Regions from separate parts of the Mus musculus genome. Here region 1 is linked to region 2. Evidence: chromatin contacts called from public Hi-C data. All regions are on one chromosome and are shown on one strand. The core of a region is the stretch at or near the end of the contact, and the rest is flanking DNA. Distances in the headings are between cores, read along the strand shown.

What was found. Hi-C and Micro-C count contacts between places; a contact is called where the count stands out from the background.
Region 1: a contact with region 2 is called in a Hi-C map of cerebral cortex, with 4 times the contacts expected there. The contact joins the enhancer-like site here to the promoter of Gdf5 in region 2. A contact is called at or near these places in 3 of 39 promoter capture datasets (the 3T3-L1 cell line, embryonic stem cells and hippocampal neurons), 10 of 484 Hi-C or Micro-C datasets (the CH12 cell line, the G1E-ER4 cell line, cerebellar granule neurons and 5 more), 4 of 115 datasets of contacts at active chromatin or transcription factors (the NIH/3T3 cell line, embryonic stem cells and stem cell-derived neural progenitor cells) and 1 of 9 other capture datasets (embryonic stem cells).

Annotation. Positions count from the first base shown.
Region 1 is chr2:155,639,386-155,642,434 of GRCm38.p6, forward strand. Trpc4ap (transient receptor potential cation channel, subfamily C, member 4 associated protein) reads right to left here. Exons shown (of 19, transcript NM_001163452.1): 12 at 2,204-2,305; 13 at 1,089-1,172; 14 at 88-178. Among named protein-coding and RNA genes, the nearest start is that of Gm22334, 12 kb to the right of the region's middle. Within about 2 kb of position 1,561, at least 54 of the 459 cell types and tissues checked have an H3K27ac peak or open chromatin away from gene starts, as enhancers often do. A contact at or near this core is called in cerebellar granule neurons and cerebral cortex, where this site is marked.
Region 2 is chr2:155,944,108-155,946,985 of GRCm38.p6, forward strand. Gdf5 (growth differentiation factor 5) reads right to left here and starts at 1,260. Exons shown (of 2, transcript NM_008109.3): 1 at 336-1,260. The coding sequence starts at 948.

The DNA.
Region 1 (3,049 bases), core at 311-2,810, 300 kb before region 2:
AACTCTTTAAGGCTCAGAACGAAGAATCAATTCGAGGGGCTGGACTGGGGAGGACAGCTACTCGACGCCCTGCTTCCTCCAGTATACCTCCAGAAGGCCTCGCTTCAGCAGGAACATCTGGTCTGCATAGGAGGTGGTCCCTCGGAGGAAACTTTCCACAGCCCGGGCTTGCCAAAACCTGCAACCCAAGTGTTGATCCTGGACCAGGAGGCTTTGGCTGCCCTCCCCTGGTGCAGGCTAAATGCCCCCAGAGGCAGAGTGGTTTGCAGCCCAGTGTCTAATATTTACTTAACATTTCCCAGTCTGTGCCCCAGTCCTAGGTCTTGAGGACAGATCAATAAGCAAGAGGATCGCCATTCTCATGTATGGTGCTCACAGCTCGGCAGGGGCCAGTCTTTCATTGTGGGCTGGACCAAAACGTGTTTCTATGGTATATGGGCATACACAGTGGCATCTGGGCTCAAAGAGTGGCCTCTAGTAAGTTCCATGTAAAACCACTCTAGGCTTTCCACTCTCAGAATACTGGAAAGACATAGACCAGGGATGTGTGGCCAGCAGAAGGGTTTGTGTGGCGACATCACTGACTTCATATGCATTGAGCTGGTCTAGATAGGAGCCAACAGATACTGAGTGGCCCAAAGACTCAGCTGGGATACCTGAGGGAGGGTCTGAATAGGTGAACCCTGTAGGGACAGAGCCCTGTACCCAGGCCTGGTGGAATCCTCTTGTCTACAACCTTTCCAAGCCCCCCCCCCCCCCCCGGGCGGTCCCTGGCTCTATTTTCTCCCATACTGCACTGAAGCAGGTTTCTTTCCTTTCATGCTTCCTTCCCATGATCCCTGGAAGTCACACAGGCATAGCCTGGATCCATTTGTGCTCTACCTCTCTAGTGACAGCCTGATGATCACCTACCTCCTAAAATACCCTGCTGGCATGTGACAAGGACACACGCACTTACCAGCTGAATCCCATAGTGCCAGCGGCTGGTGAGGCCGCCTCCCCAACCTTAAGGAGTAGGTACTGGAGACTAACCCATTGGGAACCCCCTGGCTCCTAGACCCCTCCCAAGCACAGCTCTCCTTACTCACCTGAATGAAGACTCCGCTGGCTCCTTCTTCATGACCTGCAGCAGCCGAGTTAGTAGGCCCCTCTTGCCGTCACACACCAGACTCCTGAAATCAAAGGGACAGACAGCACTGGTGACAGAACTGAATGGCTAAGAGGGGCCACTGAGCTCGTCCTGTGTCGCTGTGGATGGAGGAAAGAACAGGCAATGTCTGAGTCTGCAAGGATGCTTTCTTGCTCCACCGTGTGCCAGGACCTCAGAGACTGCAGCCGTCAGCTCAATGGCCAGGTGCATTTCTCCTGCGCCTTAGGCCGCTTTTCCCTCCTCAGACCCACTGGCCAGAGGCAGAGGCACACCCATGGCCAGATGGGGCTCCAAACTGCCAGAAGGCGGCCATTTACATCACAAATGGGTTTAATTCAGGCCACAGCAGAGTATGCCAGATGGAATAAAAAGTCTGTGCCAATTGGGCAGTGCCCAGAGTTCTTTATCCTGCCCAGGGTCAGTTCCAGCTCAGCTGTGGGCTTCCAGGCCTCAGCTTCCCGTCTATGAGGCAAAGGCAGCAGTAGGTAAGAAAATGATTAGGCCTGTCACAGTGGCAGGTGTCTGGGCCCTTAAACTCTCTCTTCACACGGCAGCTCCATTTCCAGCCCCTGCAGACGCCGGGGCACCGATGGATCCATCTTCTCAGGAAGAAGTTGGGGATTTCTGACTGTAGCTGCTAGATTAGGGCCACACTTCACAAGCCCCCATGAGCCAGACATGGCACTGTGTTGATCCCAAAGAGGAGGTAGACATAGGGCAGAGGGTGAAGGGTTAGCTTCTTCTTGTCCTGCTTGGCACAGCTGCCACTGGGCAAGAAATGAGGATACCAGTAAAGGGGCCATGATTTGCATGGGATAAGGTGGAAGGACAGAGTATAGCTGACCTTTGCTGTCATATACATGTAAAGAGGAAGATGACGATGGCACTTCCTTCTGAGGCTGCTGTGATCCTCAGTTAGGAAATGCAGGAGATGTGAGGATCTAGCTCACAAAGCCAGTGGGGTGGTAGCTACGTGTGAGGAAGCACAAGTACGCAGCCCCGCGTGTGCCCTGCTGGGAGCCCTGTATCCACAGCGGTCCCCACAAAGATCACCTGTCAGTGTTGAGGACAGCCTCCACCTCAGGGATGTTGGCTTTCAGCGAGATGGCACTGAGCTCATTTAGCTCCTGGTTGTTGAGCAGCAAGTACTTGTTCCTGAAACAGACGGGTGCAAAGGGTAAAGGGCGGGGCTGGAGCTGCTGAGCAGCTCTGCAGCGGGCACAAAGTCTGCTCTGCCCACTCCTGTCGGGAGGAGCACTGAGAGTCCCCCAGCACTTCTACACGTGCTTGTCATTCCTAACAAGCCCGTCCTCGGCACCTCCAGGTCTCCATGTTGCACACTGAACACTTCTCTATGACTTCTCAGAGTCACCTGCACTTCAGCACATCTGATCCTGTCTGCCATCTTAGTCCTGAGCCTAGCCCTGCTGCAGCATTCTCAGTGGCCAGAGTCACAACGCAGAGGCCTGACCAACTGTGACACAATCGCTCCTCTTCCTTCCGTCCAGGCTTGTCATTACGGTCTGTGCAGCACAGAAGCACTTGCTCAGCTGCTTCTCACAGGAAGGGAACCCTCCCTCAGCTCCTTGAGTGATTTCTAAAACAGGACTGGGACCATGTCATTATTGAAAATGCTTACCCAATTCTCACACCCTGTTGTGTGAACCCCTAGGGAGTGATCATGTCTTTGAGGCCCTGTGCAGCCAGGCCACCTCTGTGGCTACAACAAACTGAGCAGCTCACACCTGCCACACCATCTGGCCACTCTGGTTTTCATGACCACGCCATATCCTCCTACAGGGCTTCTCTATGTGGGAGCCTTCTGGCTCAACTCTCTCACGCTGCCTCTTCATCCCGGTCAGGCCTCTGCTCACAGATTGCTTCTGCAATAGTCACTGA
Region 2 (2,878 bases), core at 10-2,509:
CTCTCTGCTGTCTGAGAAAAACCTGGAGCTTAGAGACTTCAGCCAACCCGCATGAGGTGCAGAGTACCACCCAGTAATCAAAACTGGGTCTTGGAGTTTAGTATCCAACTGGGAGATCTTAGCTCCTCTCTGCACTTTAGTGCCCTTTCTGCACCTGGCAGAAGTTGGACTCGGAGATCCCTAGGTGCTCCTAGTACTGGATCTGGTGTGTATGCGATAAGTTCCAGACTCCCACCCCAGGCTGGATACACACGCTGTCCCCCACCTGCGCACTCCAAGACTTTGGAACTCTTGGGTCCCTGCAAATGCCCCTCCCTGCCACCCTACCCTCTCACCTTGCCCTTTGTCAATAAAGCTGGTGATGGTGTTGGCCAGGCCAGCCTCCAACTTCACGCTGCTGTTACCTCCCTTTCTGTCAGCATCGGACAGCGTCCTGTACAGGGAGAGCATGTATTCGTGGGGTGTGATGGGGGGCGGGCGGAACGGCTCCTTGGGCTCTCGAGGGGTCCCAGGCTCCCTGGTCTTCTTCAGCAGGAAGGAGCTGGGGGCAGATCCTGCTTTTGAAGATGCTTTGCCCCCAGGAAGCTGTCCTTTTGGGGTTACAGTCCGGGCTGCAGCCTGTCTAGTCTGGGAAGAGGGTCCTGGCTTGGTTTCAGGGCCACCGGATCTGGGGGGCATCTTTCTGGGTTCATCCTTCTTGGCCTGTGTCTGCCCAGAGCTTCCCTTGGCCCTGGCATTGGTGGCCCCCACACCATAGATATGACCCCCTGGCCTAAAGACATTCCTGGCCAGGGGTGGCCTCTCCTTGGCCTCCGCTTTGGTCAACCCTGGCTTGGCCCCTGGGGTTCTCTGTCCTAAGTCAGGGGCACCCAGCACAGTGCAGATGAGTTCCAGGTCCAGCCAAGCCAGGTGCCACAGCAAAAGAGTGAGGAGTTTGGGGAGTCTCATCCTCTGGCCAGCCGCTGAATGACACCACAGAGAAAGGCCGTAGCAGCGAAGGTGCCTCTGGCTTGGCAGGAAAAACCATGAAAGGAGTGGGTCTTCAGAGGCAGCGGTGGCAGCAGCAGCAGCAGGCAGGGCTTTCTCCTCAGTCTGAGTGTCTTGAAGTCCGCCGGGCGTGTGTCTGTATCCAGTCCCATAGTGGAAGTGCTCCCGTGTCCAGACGTGCACCGTCTCCAGTCAGCAGCTGAAAATAACTCGTTCTTGAAAGGAGAAAGCCGACCGCCCCCTTTCTCCCGCACAACTGACTGAGGGCTTGAAGGAGGCTTGTATAAGGCTGAGGGATTTTTCCAAGAAGGAAGAATGGCGTAATGCTGCCTGTGCGCTCCAGTTTTTTTTCCCTCTAATTTTGAATCCTTTCCAGTGAAAATACTTACACACACACACACACACACACACACACACACACACACACATACACACACACACACACACACACAAACCTGCAGGTGCTCAGAAAAAAATCTTTTACAAACCTGAACTCAGGAATTGGAAACGGAATTCCAACCCAAACCAATTTAATTACTCTCTGATGTCATGCTGTCTAAATTCATTTAAGTGCGATATATTTATGTGAAAAAAATTACCGCTGCCCTTTGGAGGCCATGGCTCACGGGGGCTTTTGGCTCAGAGCCCCATAGCGGGACTCAGGCTTAGGGGGCCTCCCCATCCCAGAGTAGACTCAGGGGTTTTCACCTCCACCTCCTGGAACAGCCCACCCCACCATCCTGAGCAGAGATGTTGAGAAGCTAGTGTAGAGATCTGCACAAACTAAGCATGCAAGCAAGGTTTTCAGTGAAGTCCTTGGAGTGTCTGTAAAGCAATTTCAATCTCTCTGTCTAGTCTAGGACCTGGTGTGTGTGTGTGTGTGTGTGTGTGTGTGTGTGTGTGTGTGTGTGTGTGTGTGTGTGTGTGTGTGTTGAGGGCAGCACAGATGGCAGCATTTACCTACTGTTTCTTTTATTTTAATAAACTTGTGACCCAGAAACAGAAAAAAAAATCAGTGTCCACTATACACCCCCACCAAATGCCATTGGCTAAGCACTGCCATCCTGTAGCCCCCTTGGCTGGAACCAGGTCCAGGGTGTGTGTACCTCAGCCACTACCCAAGCAAAAAACCCGCCAGTTTTCTTAAAAGAAATTAGCTGAGACCAGAGGCGACAGCCCCAGCCTAAGGCAGCAGCGACCCCTGCAGGAGGTTGGGAAAACAAACTCTCTGGGGCTGCTTTTCCAGAAGCTGATGAAGAAATCCAAATTCTGCTTGACTCAAGAGAGCTCCCTCTCCCTCTCTGCCTTTTCTTCTTCGTCTTTAGATAACGCACAGATAGCCCACGATGGCCTCAAGTTCACCATGTATCCGAGGCTGGTCTTGAACTCTGATCCTACACCACCCCTAGCTCAGATCCTCTTCCTTTCCTTTTCTCCTGTAGCAAAAGCTGACCTTGGACTTACAGTGTAGCTGAGGCTGCCCTAGAAGTCCTGATCCTTCTACCTCCACCTGCTTGGCTACAGAGTAGGATTATAGAACTAGTACCGCCTACTCTAGCCTTCTTGGTTAATCCTCTACTCCCTGCGCTGACCTAACAGATCCATTCATATGCTAAAGTCGGTTTCTAGAGACTCTGCTGGAGACAGGCATGTCACTCTGTAGTCCAGTGCACGGCACAAAGCCCTCACCAAGACAACACCAAACAAAGTCCTCACTCTGGAGATCTAGGTAGACTCATGCCTGGTTTTTGGTTTTGTATTTATTTTGTTTATTTATATGTGTGGAAAGAGGGTCCCAGGGGAGAGCAGAAAGGGGCATCAAGTCCCCTGGAGTTGGAGTTGCAGGCAGTTGTGAGGCTCCCTGGTGTGGCGCTAGAAGCAGAATTCTGTC